2 separate regions of the Mus musculus genome follow, and region 2 is linked to region 1. Evidence: chromatin contacts called from public Hi-C data. All regions are on one chromosome and are shown on one strand. The core of a region is the stretch at or near the end of the contact, and the rest is flanking DNA. Distances in the headings are between cores, read along the strand shown. Region 1 has its middle 28 kb from the start of Gm33098. Region 2 has its middle 83 kb from the start of Gm33145.

Region 1 (7,504 bases), core at 4,955-7,454:
TACTTACCAAGATTAGAGGAACTGAAGTTTTCTGCTACAAAACCCCTTTGACCTCGGCCAAGCAAACCATCCTGATTGTGGAGAGAGAAAATGTTGTAGGTCAAGAACCAAAACTGTTGGGGGCTATCTTTAGCGTGCTCTTTGATAACAATTTACTACCAACCTCTGAATCAGACCTAATATCCTCTTGACTTCTAGATAAAACTCCAGGAGTGAATTGCTAAGCTGATACACTTAGCCTCCTACCAGACCTGCAGGCAGGAATGTGCTAAGACCACTTCTGGATCCTGTGGCTCCCCCCGCCCCAACACACACACACCCTATGGAATAGAATAGTCAGGATGAATCCGAGACACAGTGAAGGTGGGAACCCCAGTTCTAAACGTTTCTGAAGGAGAGGATCTGCTGCTCAGAAAGCTGTGCTCCGAGGCTGAAGAGATAACTCAGCCCTACTGTTCTTTCCAGGTTCCATTCCCAGGCTTAGAGCTACACGTAACTCCAGCTCTTGGCCATCTGATGCCCTCTTCCAGCCCCCAAGGGCACTTTCATACGTGTGTGTGTGTGTGTGTGTGTGTGTGTGTGTGTGTGTGTGACACAGAGTCAGCAGGAGTCCCTCTTTGCAGGCCACCCACCCAGGTATCCCCCAGCTCACGAGAGCAACAGCAGCTGTGCAGGTCTCTACTGTTTGACAAGCCTTCCTTGGAGACTTGCGTATTTTTTCTCATTTCTCAACTGCCAGTAAAGCCCTGACTCCCATTCTCACTTCACAGATGGGCAGCAGGAGACAAATTAATGAATCCCCCATAGGTGCCCATCTCCTAATCTTCAGAATCTGGTGTTTTTAAAATTGATAGAACCTCTCTAGAAAGCATTTTGTATAAAAATCTTCGGTCCACTAACTCCACATCTGCAAATTCATCCCAAGTGGGAGAGGGGAAGGGGGGGGGGGACCATAAAAACAAATGCAAAACTCCGTGTATGCAAAAGTATTTACCACAGCTATTGGTTAGAAAATCAGAATAAATTTCCAAAACTAGGCAAAGGCCTGGATAAATTTGGCCACATCTTGTCAACAGAACATTATGAAACTGATTGTATGCTCACACTTTGATCTAACATAGAATAATGAGTTATAGTCTAATCTCTGATAAATAAACCGTTTTTCAGATCATATAACTACGCAAAAACTTTTTTTATGAAAAGGAAGGGCTGGAGAGTTGGTTCAGAAGTTAAGAGCAGGCACTGCTCTTGCAGAGGACCTGAGTTTGGTTTGTAACACCCACATCAAGTGACCCACAGCTAGCTGTTGCTCCAGCTTTAGGGGATCCAATTTCCTCTTCTGGCTGCCACAGATACTTGCATTCATGTGTGCATAACCACATACCTTCACACATACACAGCACAGCACATAATTAAAAAAATAAAACCTATGTGCACATACCTTCACATACACAATCACATAACTAAAAATAAACTCACAACTGGGCAGTAGGGGGGGGGGGACAAAGATGATATTCTCTCTGGAGCCTCCTGAGTGAACACAGCCTTTGACTTCAGCCTCATAAAACATTTCAAAGTTAATAAACGTGTGTTGTTTTATAATGTAGCATTTATGTTCATTGCTGTGATAGTCTTAAGAAACTAGGCGCAAAAGGTAAAACTCAAAGTAACTGCTGTTGCTAAGATGGAACCATTGTCTCTGGCACTCTGATGTCCACAGGGAGCCAGAAGCTCGGCACTTCATAAAGGAGGAAAGCCAGCTCCCTGCCCAGGGCTGCAGGCTACAGCCCTCCATCCTCCTCTTCCCCCTCAGCCTAGGAAAACTGGAGGAGGCTTCAAGGGAGAGTGGGGAAACCTACTTGAATTCAAGAGCTTATTTCTGTAGGAAATCACAGTCCATTCCAGCGAGTTCAGAACTTCTGAAATGAGAGGAAACTGACAATATATATCTAAAGACAATATGAGTTCTTATGCCGTTTTTAAAACTACCTACAATTGTAGAGAGGGCTAAAAGCTTTCTTTTTTTAGGAGAAATGTTAGTCGTGGGCGTGTAGTGTTTCAGCGTTTTAGACTGCGGATGGGGAATACTACAGAGCTTTCTTTATGTATTATGTGTGCTCCCATGCTTCAGGGGATCTGATGCACTGATCCTCAAAAGGCTATTCCAAGCGAGGAGGAGAGCTTGCTGTATATCCAGTACAGACTATACACACAACAGCAGAGCCCTTCTCTGGGAGGCAGAGACTCTGGTTCCAGAGCTCAGCTGTCAGTCAAGTGTGACCTGACTTGAGCCAGTTTCCTCCAGGCTGCTCTAATGAGAGAGCCTGAGTCAGGGATCTCACTGCAAGTAACGGTAGTGACTCTAGCTAAGAATAGCCTGAAATTTGCTGTCACTGGGAGACCAAAGAAAAGCTGGGATACCAAACTTGGGACCCAGGAGAACCCAAGGAAACCAAGCACAGGAATCATGGCAACGTCGATCCCTACGGACCAAATCATTAGGAGCCTGCTGTTTCCCCATGGTCACTCACTATTACAACTCAGCCTTGAAACACATGTTCCAAAGGTTCTGAAAACAACGCTTGGCTGAGCCAGGGTCCTGGTGCACCAAGAGGAGAAGACTTGGGTTCTGGCATGGGACTTTAAACAGAGAGAAGAGGAGTTGGGAACATAGCTCAGCTGGAAAACTGCTGACCTGCACGCAGAAAGCCCTGGGTTCAATCCCCTGCACTGAATAAACTGGTGTGCTGGCACACGGGTAATCCCAGCACTCAGGGAGTGGAGCAGGAGAATCAGAACATCAATATCATCTTTGGCTACATAGGATATTAGAGGCCAGCCTGGGTATGTACAGGAGACCCTGCCTTCATCATCATCATCACCATCACCATCACCATCATCATCAGCATCATCGAGGAAACAATGGCAGATCGTGTGAAGACAGGAATTCCTTTATATTCCAAATTCCCCAAGCCAGGAACATCAGCATCTTCAGAGACACTACAGCTTGGGTCCAGACTGGCAAGAAAATGTAGTGATACATGGGAGAGAGGGAGTTACCTAAGTCAATGAATCTACCTTCTTATGGTGTGTGGGCTTTGTCTACATACAAACCCACCATGTCTCCTTCCCATACCATCACAGTCCTTACTCTTTCCTTGGCTCCCACTCCAGCCTCCTTGCCAACCTTCACCCACAGATCCAGTCCCACTACCCAAGGAAGCTGCAGTCCTGCCGGCCCCCTCCTTCAGAGAGCCATCACTAATGTCCCTTTCACAGTGAACCTTCAACATCAAAACTGTCTCTTGAGACTCTTAGTAACAAACAAGCCACCGCCCCACTCTGGTCTGAGAAAACTTGTCTGTCCCTTTTCCTTTCTCTGGCTAGAGACCACCAGAGCCAGAGCCAGTTCAAGGGTTGAGGGCAGCCTCTGCTCTATAAAGTTCTGCCTTGGAGACTGCAGGGAGTCAGCTGTCTGAAAGATTTAGACTGAGTTGGAGGGACACCATGTGGCCACAACTAGTATGACATTAAGCCTGAGACCTTTCTGTAGTAGTGTAAATACTATGACATTAGGGATACATCAAGAGGAAAAGCTAACATTGACACTTAACTATCTAACACCACCATTTTTATTTCTAATCCTTTCCTTCAATGTTCGCTGACGATTGCAACCACACACATGGAATGTGCCTTCCTTTCCGGTGGCATCTGACCCTCAGCATGTTCCACCCTCAGTCAAGGCTTTCACCACCACTCTCCCCAGAGCTGGTCAGTGCTTGGTAAATTCTAGTGTTCTCAAGTGGCAAGTGGGGCATTGAACCACTGGAGCGGCGTGGTGACTTAGAGCACCATCACCAAGTGGTACAGACAGGTTAAGCCATGGCCGTGCTGCTCATGGACTGTGGGGTCTGAACTTCCCTGAATCCCATTCTCCATTTCTGTCTAGTGGATGGAGGCGGTGAAACTATTTCCAAGGTTGCTAAGAGCTGAAGGAGACAGTGTCTGAGGAAATGTGCCTAGCACAGCGCCTGACCACAGCCCTGACACAGGCACCCCTTCAGGACAGGATTCCTGGACAGGAAGGGATCCCTGGAGCCACACACGCCTACGAGCTGGCTGAAAGCTGAAAAAATCAAATAAGGCAGGTCAGACAGGTAGGTCTAGAAGCTTACAGTACAAGTAAGATTTCAAGCAGGCCCTTTTGCCTCTTCTTGCCAGAACCATGAGCTATTTGTGCCTATCGCTCCTCCCAGCTACAGGAGAGACCAGCTTCCTCACTGCCTCCTCAAAACCAAGGCACTGAGAATCAAGTTAACCAAGACATCTCACACACATACACATGCAAACACATGCACGTACATATGTACTACACATACATTGTTTACACATACATGAATACACACATTTATACACACATACATCCACATATCTACATACATGTATACACATACAAATTCTCATACACACTGGAGCATCATGAGGGATCTGACTGAGGTAACTCTGCCCAGAAAGTTTCTTTAGGAATCACCTGACTCTGAGTGGACCCTAAGGAGCAAAATAAAACAGGGAAGAAAAAGCCAGACCCACATGAGGGTTCTCCCAGAGTCACCCTCCGGAGAGTCGGGCGGCACTTGGTGCAGAAGCCTTTTCGATGACCCTGTGTTGGCCACACTGTGAATTAAAATCGCTCCCTCCCCCTGCTCTCCAGTCCATGTCTTTTTGTATAAGGAGTAGGCACAGGGAGAAATAAGGCTCGTGAGCCACCAACTGTGACGGCTTTCCAGGTTTTCTCAGTGTAAGAATAGTGCAATGGTCAGCTACAGTAGGGACAGACCTGTGCCATCAGGGAAGGTGTCCCAGAGGGAGTGTCCTTTGGCCAAGGTGATATAGAAGGGTCAAATTAAAGGCTGCACACTGATAAAGCTGTTTATTGCCATCCATCCAGCTGACCACCAGAAGGCCTAAACTAGGACAAGTCTATGGATCAAGTGGGAACAACTTCATCAGAAATCTCTGAGGAGTTAAACAAAGCACACACACACACACACACACACACACACACACACACACACCGTCTCCTCCTTATCTATCACTTGGGCTTTGTGCAGAGGCCCAAGCAGGTCTAAGGAAACCCCAGAAGCTGAGTGTTTAGTGAGCTTTGCCCACAGTCCCAAGCTTACACAAAACCAGCCTCTGCCACAATCACCCCAACAGTCTCCCCTAAACTCCTCCTTGCCGTTTCCACCTCCTCAGCCCAGAAGGTTCAGCTCCTGCTCTGCAAACACCTCCTCCTCCTTCACAACCCAGTTGCTCAGACGTTGCAAGGAAAACCCTTTCAGGATGGTCCCTCCATACCAGTGAGCAATTAGCTTTCTACAAACCACTTCATTAACCCTCTAAATAAGACCTACCGAAGGGTTTTCCTACTAAACTTGATGTTACAGACAAGCAAACCAAGACACGGGCAGTGAAGAAGACACAGCTAAGCCCTATGCTGCTGGGAAGTCTTTCTATCAGCAGGTCTGCTCAGAGCAGGAGACAGACACAGTGCTAATGCCGGGGCCCTGGAGGGCTAGCTCAGGGTACAAAATATTGTAGCCTCTCAGTAAGCATATGAATAAAGAAGGCAAGCAAATATGCCTCTTTCCATCTGTTCTCAGCTAGAACCCAGCCACAAGCACCCTCTCCTCTGGCTCTGCTCTCGATTCCCCCCACCCCACCCCCAACCCCCGTGTCTCCTGCCTCTCCTTCACCAAGGCCTATATCCCCTTCCTCAAATCCAGCCACCTAGTGGTCAAGCCCTGAAGCCCCTACCCTGATGCTCACCATGCAACAGAGAACACCCTCCCCACCCCACTCCTGGCCCCTCCATGTGGTATTAGCTGAAGGAGTTGCCAGGCCTCTGGAGCCATCTCTTTTCTGGGACTGGGCCAAGCCTCTCCTCACATCTCTGCCTGCTCCCTCAGTGCCTCTGGTCCTGCTCTTGATTCTTCTCTTCACTCCCTTCCCATTCTTCTTCCTACTTGTCCCCTCCTCCCCAGCCCTCTGCCCAGGTCCCCTCTCCCTTTCTCTCTCACCTCCTCCCTCCATTCTACCCCTGGCCTCTCTAGTTTTTCCCCTCTCTGCCTTCCCAGACCTCCCACTCTCTCTTCCGTGCAGCCAGCCTTGGCCTCTCTCCAAAGGAGGTCAGCTGACTGCCCTGCTCTTGGGAGCTTGCGTCAGACCCAGCAGACCTTGGGGCCCTTTCCTTGGACCTCTAGAGGCCTCATTACAGCCTCCAGGCCTCCTACTACCAGCATCAGAGCCCTCCCCTCCCTAGGGGACATGTCCCCAAGCTCTCTGGGCCCCTCGCCTCCATCTTGACGCTATCAGGAATGAACACAACACAGGATGCTCTCTGTGAGCCCTGGGGGTGGGTTCCAGAAGAGGCCCAGCACCCGTACCTTATCAGAGTTTACTCCCATTTTTATTTCCCTTGAATCTTAAATGCGATTACTCTGTGTGCCAGACATGTAATCTCTGTCTTCCAGGAGCTGGTGGGAAAGAAACACTAAGCTGTAAAGTGGTAGATAAAATAGAGGGATTCACAGAAATGGGTCATTTGTCTGGCATGGTAACATGTGCCTTTAATTCCAACACTAGGGAGAGAGAGACAGGAGGATTTCTCTGAGTTCTAGTCCCACCACAACTACATAGTAAAACCAGGTTTGGTTTGGGGGGGCCAAGGATGGGGATCAACACTGGAGAGATGGCTAAGCAGTCTAGAGCAATTGCTGCTCTTTTGGAGGACCCAGGTTCAGTTCTCAGTGCCCACATCTGGCACCCTCTTCTGGCTTTGTCAAGTACCAGGCATATACACATGCAAACAAGCAGGGAAAAATACTCCGTTGTACAAAATGTAAATACACAAATAAATATAAATACTCAAATAAATAAATACACAAATAAATGGTTTTCTTTTTAAAAAAAAAAACTACATTTCTGAGTAAGTAGTTCAGTTAATATTTAACTCAGAATTTTCCCCAGCATCCCAGCATGACAGATGATGGGCTTATATATACTGTCAGCCCACTATTTCATTCTAATATTCAATCAACCTTTAAAAGGGCTCATGTAGCCCAAACTAGCCTGAAACTCACTATGTAGCCCAGGCTGGCCTAGAATTTCTGATTGGCCTTCCTGTGTCTCTCGAGTGCTGAGATTCCAGTCATGAGCCACCACACCTAGGTTATGTGGCACAAGAGACTCAGTCCCAGGACTCTGTGTACACTGCACAAGCACTCTACAGGCTGAACTACATCCCTAGCCTGAATTTCCAGTTTCGTGATAAGACATCACTTTTGCTTTCTTTCCATGAATAACAGAGGCTAGATCTGGAACCTGGCTTTTTTCCCTGGTACTAGGTTATTGAACCCAGGGTCTTGTGTGTGTGCACTAGGCAAGTACTCTACCAGCTAAGCTAACCTCTGCAGAGCTAGCCTACAGAACTGCTCAATTGCTA
Region 2 (7,579 bases), core at 4,002-6,501, 190 kb before region 1:
TGTTCAGAAGAAAATATTGCCTCAGTCCTCCCTGACCTCCGGCTCTTACAATCTTTCCACCTCCTCTTCTTCAGTATCCCTGGGCCAAAGAGGCTCCACAGACCTGCAGCTTTTGCTATCTCCCAGGGCCCTGTGTTTAGGAGGGCTGTGCTCCACCTCACTTGCTCCTTTGCTCTTCTTGCCTAGAAGTTTTTAATGCTTTCTGAACCAGGGAGCCCACAGCTTCATTTTCAACCAAACTCAGCAAATTCAGTGACTGGTACTGCTGCCTGGTCTCCTGAGACCCTGTGTGACTGGTCCCCAGAACCTACCTGGCTCCTGCTACCCTCCTCCAGGCAAACCTACTCTGATTCCTGAGCACCATTTCTGACGCCCACAGATATGATCTTGAGTGCTGCCCTGACAATCTGGTGAAAGGCAGTGTGGATTAGCAGTCAGATCTCAGGGGTCTGCTCTCTGGAAAGCCAGAGTTGCTAGATCCACACTCAAATTACCCTGCCTCTTCTCATGGTATTACCTGCTTGGTATTTAACGGTGCTAGAATTCAACAGGATATTTTTAGCTTGACCTTGCTCATTAAATTCTCTCAACAGGTATACAGTATATGGTATTTGATCTCTCAGAAGAGGAAGCTCAAAGGGTTTCATGAATCAAAGAGCAAGTGAGAAGCTGTGCCAGGCTACACACACAGGTATGTTTGGCTCTGTCCTCCAACTATCGCCTTCTTTGTGTCTGAATTCCTGTCCTTCTTTCCAGCCACCTACAAGAAGTCCTACACACTCTGTGTCCACCAGGGACTACTCTTCCCACCCCATTCCCTGAAGGCCCCACCTTTAGCGCTACCAGAGGTATTGATTGCTGTGTGCACATAAAGATCTATGCAGCAGACTCACAAGCCATGGAACAGGTGCCTTTAGATCAAGAGAAACAGTTCTCTCTGTTTTGGAAGCCAGAAGCCATTCCAGTAAATCCTTGTTATTAACATACAGGCATTCTATCAGTTCTAGTCCTCAAGAGAACCCTGCCTAATACAATCCTTAACTGAGCCATGTCCACAAAGAATGGAATGGATAGAACATTCAAAAGTTCTAGAGGTTGGGGAAGGGCTATCTTGGGGCCTAGCAAAGTCTGTAAACATGCAGGTAGATAGGGGAGCCTGCAGAAAGATTTCCTCATCTTGTCAACCTTGATCACCCTCCATGCAGTTAAGACCCTCTGCTCCACACAACACCGGGTCCACTGTGCTTAGGTAGATCTGCAGAGGGACAGCCACCAGTGAAGCCCTGAGCCCAGAGGAGCTGGGGCAAGGTCTCACTTAACATGGTTCCTGACTATTGCTCTAGGCCTTTCTATCAACTTCACATTCATTGGTGGCAGAGATGGTTTGGTTTCCCACATAACATCAGGATGGACATACTAACAATGTACAAGTCTTTAAAGGGCAGAGATTGTCCTGAAGCCTCCATTGCACCACTAACCCTGACACCTTCTGTTTCTGTAGTAGTCTGTGCAGAATCTTCAGCTTTCCTTTAATTCAATGTTGAGCCAGAGAAGAACAAGAGAAAGGAAGGACTCCTCCCTTTGCCTGGCTGCTCCTTTCTTGCTGGGCTCGAAAGAGGCAAGAAGGGAAGAAAATACAGAGAGATATATGAAAGATATCTTAGGTTTTGGGTTTTTTTTCCAGGAAATTTATCCATCTGTCATGGGACTGGTTAAGTGGTCCCTGTAAGGTAGCCTCTGAGTCTGATGCCTAAACTTGAAGTCTACAGGGTAATCTTGTAGTCTGGAACCCAGCTGTGCTTTCTGAGCCTGTCCTTAGTGAAGGCCTGGGCCTCAGGAGGGCAGGCCCCCTGGCACTGAGCTAAATACGTGTACAGCAAGAAAATGAGCCAACGGCTCAGTGAGTATGTCAGCATGCTGGAAGCCTGCCACCACTTCCCTTTTACCTCCAGTCTCAAGAAGTCCCTCTGGGACCCAACTGGAAACAGGCAGAAATGGAACTATTGTATATTGACAAAATGCACTGACACATTACAAAGTGTCCTGGGTGAGATTTCCTGGGAAGTGACTCTTACAGAGCTTTGCAATCCAGGGGCCTGGGGGCATGTCCTTGGGCAGAGTGCTTAGCTGAACTGAGAGGCAGCTACAGTAGGATCTAGTACAGTGTGGCACAGTGGAGCCAGCATGGCCTACAAAGCTGCCAAGGCTGCCTCAGAAAGAGCATATGACCTTGGGCAAACAGCAAGGCACAAGAGTCATTTCTAGAGCCTCGAGGCCTCTGCAGTCACCACTCCTGGCAGCCGTAAGTTTGATTGCCATGAGAGAGACAGCATAGGCACAATACCCAGTATGCCTGCCCAGCATGTTGTCATCTGGGCAAGTGCACAGAAATGGCCACAAGACTTTCTGTGTAGGGTAATAGGAAAATTCTGCCCCTTTCTAGAAGCTCCCTGCATTGTAGCAGCCCTGATTCCCATTTCCACATCTCCATGCAGCTACGGGGCCTGCAGTAAGAATCCTCATAGCTTTGCTATGATCTGTGGTTCAACTAATTTCTTCCCCAGGATGTGCTCAGACACCCTTAAAGAACCTGGGTTCAAAGGACACAAATTCCTGGGAAGTAGTAAGAGTCATTTGAATTCTCTGAGAGGTGAGCTGAGAGAGCCACCGTACAGCCCCACCCCTAGGACAGCTGCTAGAAACCCCATTCCCTCCACACTAGAGGGGTTCACTTCAGCCCCAGCTGCTAATTTCTTGGCCTTGTAACATCTACAAGTAGCAGAAGACTCAATGGGTAGCTGACACCCTGCCATTCTACCACCTCTTACACACCACTATTCTCAAACATCCTCAAAGTAAAATTATCCTCTAAAAGTTATAAATGAAAATGAAGAACTTCAGGTCTCCATCTGTAATTCTCTGTCTTCAGGGCTCCCCTTATACACACACACACACATACACACACACACACACACACACACACACACACACACACACACACACATCATCATCATCATCATCATCATCATCATCATCATTGTCATCCTCGGAGCCCAGACAGTGGCCTCGAATTTTGTCTTCTCAAATCTCCTCCTGCCCCCTTCCAATCTGTGTGCCATCCCATAAACAGAATGGTCTTTTAAAAATACACATTTATGATCATATGTTGCCTGTCCTTAAATTCCTTTAGTGTCTTTCTACCTATCAAATTTAAAGACTAGTGTGTGTCTTTGTGACTATGTCCATACGTGTTTTTGCATGTGTGTGGATATGTGCGTATGTATGTGTGCATGGATGCAGATACTCAAGGTTGACACTGGGAATTGTCCTCAGTGGCTTCCACCTTAATCACTGAAGATATGGCTCTCAATTACATCCAGAGTTCTCCAGCAGGGCTTGTTTCCCAAGCTAGCTTGCTCTGATGATCCCCTGTCTCCACTTTGCAAGGCTGGAATTATAGGCAAGTCACCATACACCCCTGTCATTCATACAGATTTACCTGGGGTCTAAATTCTGGTCCTCATGCTTAGACAGCAAGTGCTTGAAACACCGAGAAATCTCTCTGGCTCCTTCTTATTTTTTGAGACAGACAGGGGCCTTTTATTGAACCTGGAGTTTATCAAGTTGCCTAGTAACCTGGCTAGTCAGTGTTGTTCCAAGGATCTGCCTGTCTCCATTCGCCTCTCCAGCACTGGAGTCATGCCACCTCACCTTGCTTTTATATGGATGTTGGGATCCAAACTTGTCCACAAGCATGTATGTCAGTCAATTTAAAGACTGAGCCATCTCTTTGGCACTATGGAGCAAACTGTTAACCTGACCCATGAGTCTTTACATGGCCCTCCAAGGCCCCAGACCACCTCCTGCTCTTGGCTGCTCCTTCTCCCAGCCTCCAGCTGCTGTTGAGTAACACTGCCAACTTATCAGTTGTCACATGGTTGTATGTCCACTGACACAAGTCCCCAGTGATGTTCTGTGTGACAGACAGACTGTAACGCTGTTTCTCAAACCATGTAACATGAGCTAATGCATACAAACTTCTACTCAGTTCCTGATCTGTGGCATGGATGTGATCATATTACCTGTAGCTATGGGAGCCCAGGAGAAAAGCCACAAGGAAAACATAACTCTAGGCACATTCAGAAACCCCAGCAGTGGGCACAATTCATTCTCAGGCCTTGCCAGGGTCTTCCTGGGAGCCAGGCCAGGTCTGTATGTACTCCCACAGCTTCTTGTCACAGCAAATCAAAAAATGACTTTGTCTGTCCTTAGATTCCTCATGGCAGAAATCTTGCCTGTTTATTTACTGCAGTCGTAGGGCCTAGCCTTGTTTCTCTTGTGTTCTTTTATTCTGGTACAGTTGGGAGGGTGTGGATACAGGACAGAGCACATACATTCTCTTGCTGTATTTGGAGATGTAGTCATAAGGCAAGGGAAGGAATCCAAAATGTGTCCTGAGGAGATCTAGCAGCTGATGGTCAATCTATGAATGCTCCTTTCTGCCTCCCCAGGCTTATTACAATACATTCTGCATGGCTGTAATGTTATGTCATTTTGTTTTCTGCAACTCAGTGGTAGAGCATATCCATCAAAGGCCAGTTCTTCTCTGTGTTTGAACAAGAGAAAGACCATAGTGATGCTCTGGGAAGATCTTATGCTATGAGTTTAGAGGACCACATTTTAGCCCTGTGTTGTCATTGAGTCTCTGTGTCACCTTGCACTATAACTAGGACCCCAAGACACACTTGACTCACAGCAATTGAAACACTGGGATGTTCACTGAATCCCAGGAAGTAGTAGCTAGCTTACCTGTATACCTTACTGACTCAGGCCTAGGTCCCATAGAATAGTACTCTCATGTAGCATATCCCAGAGAAAGCTAAGGAGGACACCTCTCCCACGGTGGGCCTGAGGCTACCGAGACTGGTAAGTTGTACGGTGATGGTGAGAAGTGCGGATCAAGCTGCAGCCACTGCCAGGCAGGCCACACCGGGAATAACTGTGACAGTAGAACTGCCATGAACTTGGGGAAAGAGCTGGGCTCAGAGATGCAGCCAAGAGAGGCCAAGAAGAAGACTTACTGATGACTCAGTCTCTGAGAATCCACCTTGGTCGTAATTCCCTGCAATTAGAAGCTTGAAAATCCCCCATCTTCCAGCTCTTAAGTGGAGTTCCGGCTGTTTCTATTCCTGGAGCCAAATGGCTGCTGACTAAGTCATCTTCTCATACCAGATGCCAACAGAACAAAACCTTAGCCAATAAGAGGGCTCCACTCATGACAGCTTCATCTGTTTCAAAGACCTCTGTCTTCACCCATCTGTATTAGTCAGCATTCCATCACATAAGGAATTGCCTGAAGTAACCAACTTACAGAGAGAAAAAGTTTATTTAGGTTAATAGTTCTGGAAGCTTTAGGATATGATTGATTGTCCCTGTCACCCTGGGCCTGGGGCAAAGTAGTAAATTGTGGTGGGAGTATATGGGAGCAGAAAACACCACAGCTGGGAAGCCAAAGAAAACTAGAGAAGGGCGGGGCTGGAATCCCAGCATCCTATTCCAGAGTACACTCCCAATGACCTAAGGATGTCCCACTGGACACCACCCCTTAAAGTTCCATGATCTCCCAAAGGCACCATGTTGAGGACCAAGCCCTTATCACATGGACTTCGGCACATACATTCCTGGCAATATCAATATTTTTATTTGACTGCACTAGATCAGAGAAAGGGGCACCTTAGTGTTTCATTATGCAAATGAGGAATCAGATCTAGTGAGGGATGAGTATGGAGTCGCCCAAGGCCTCAGAAGTGCACGTTAGCCTGGCCGTACTCTAGAGGGTCTCTGTGGTGACCTCACAAGGCCCCCTTTCTACAGTGAGATCTATACCTTGAGCCGAAGCTGGTACAAAGTCAAGGTTCTTCGTGGAATTCTACTGTAGAGCAGTCTCAGTTCTTGTGGCAAGTGCCCAGAAAGCATCATGGGAGGAGCCATGGCTGCTGGACTGTGGATGCAGGGGGAAGGAAAGGGAAACAAGCAGTCCTGTCGACTAGGAAACTAGACATGTTCCAGAGGCCCACCAAGCCCCACCCAGCTCCCATGCATGCCCAGAATGAGCACTGCAGCCAAGTGGTTACCCTTTCAAAGCCAGAAGAGAGACCCTGTTGGATGGGACTCACCTTGATGAGTAGTCACGAATACCAGCAGATCCTGTGAAATGTGAGCACCGAGAGAAGTGAGTCCCCAGAAGCATCATCTTGGAAACCAAGAGCCTAAAGTGGCTGAGGAGGTAATTCCAAAGACTTTTCCATTTTCCTAAACTTGCCACCAGAAGAAAACTAAAAGATGACTTCTTGAGGATGCATTCCTGTGAGTGCAAAGCCATGGAGTCTGGAGTTATTTGAACTACATGAAATGTGTACTGTTCAGCTTTGGTGGTCTCTATGGCTACTAAGCCATGGCATGGCACTAAGCAGGCTTGTAACAGAGATTGATGTGGGTTGGCTTAAAGTGCTATTATCCCATTTCTCAGATGGGACATTGGACCTCAAGACCCTGAGGTCAATTACATGGCCCTCTCTCCAGAAACTGGATTCAGGTAGCATGGCTCCACCTTTGGTCCACAGTTGATGCTCTGTTGGCTTGCCTGTGAGCAAAACTAACTCAAAGAGAGGAGGCTGTCAGAGGCCTATAATTTCCTGAGGTCCAAGGTCATGGGCCTAACTCCATAGCCTATTAACACACACTATGTAAAAACTTACAGCTTCTCTGACCTTTTGAAGGATCTGAGAAAAATGTGTTCCCTGGGGTCTGAACCTAACTTTTGGCTTCCCTGTGTGTGGAGATGCAGAGCCTTTGAGAAAGCAGGAGCAGGGGGTCAGAGAACCCAAAGAATGGATTGTGTGCAAGGGTCCTGCTTTCTCAGAGCTTGGTTTCTCCATAATAAAACACAGGCAAATGAGATGGCCTTCCACATCTCTACTCATTCTCTGCTTCCAGACAGTTCTCAATGGCTCGTCTGAATTTTCCTCACAGAGAAGCAGCTGACTTAAGCTTTAGGTTGCACCATTTAGCAGCTGGCACATGGCAGGCCCTTGGTAAATGTCCCAGAGTTAATTTAAGGGCTGCCTCGGGCATCTAGAGTTTCTCATCATATCTGCATCTATCCCATAACTCCCTAACACTCGATGAGCCATGTGGGCTACGGTACAGTCTGTGGTTTATGAAAAATATCTCAGAGATCACATCCCGACCAGGGGGCATGAAATCCCTGGGAAGAAGGAGCCCAGAATGTCATTGAGGCTGACAAAGAGACCGCATAAAATCAAACCAGACCAATTTCACTCATGAATCTAAATGTGAAAATCCCAGACAAAATGCTAGCAAATTGGATTCAACAGTATATTAAAAGAATAATTTACCACAGCCAAGTAGGTTTCCCAAAGAAGGCAATGCTGTTTTAATATTAGTAAATCTGTTTATGGAGCACACAAGTGGATCAAATAAGAGATGCCATATGATTATCTCAACAAGAGCAAGAAAACCAACCATGAAGATTCATCATGAATTCCAACAGGGCCAT

The links. A called contact is a pair of places that touch in the nucleus more often than the background predicts.
Region 2: a contact with region 1 is called in a Hi-C map of myocytes, with 2.7 times the contacts expected there. The contact joins two enhancer-like sites. A contact is called at or near these places in 1 of 39 promoter capture datasets (the 3T3-L1 cell line), 1 of 15 datasets of contacts at CTCF or cohesin (the NIH/3T3 cell line) and 6 of 484 Hi-C or Micro-C datasets (cerebral cortex, cortical neurons, frontal cortex and 3 more).

What each region holds. Positions count from the first base shown.
Region 1 is chr7:111,178,486-111,185,989 of GRCm38.p6, reverse strand. No RefSeq gene overlaps it. Among named protein-coding and RNA genes, the nearest start is that of Gm33098, 28 kb to the left of the region's middle. Within about 2 kb of position 6,204, at least 101 of the 459 cell types and tissues checked have an H3K27ac peak or open chromatin away from gene starts, as enhancers often do.
Region 2 is chr7:111,365,108-111,372,686 of GRCm38.p6, reverse strand. No RefSeq gene overlaps it. Among named protein-coding and RNA genes, the nearest start is that of Gm33145, 83 kb to the right of the region's middle. Within about 2 kb of position 5,251, at least 44 of the 459 cell types and tissues checked have an H3K27ac peak or open chromatin away from gene starts, as enhancers often do.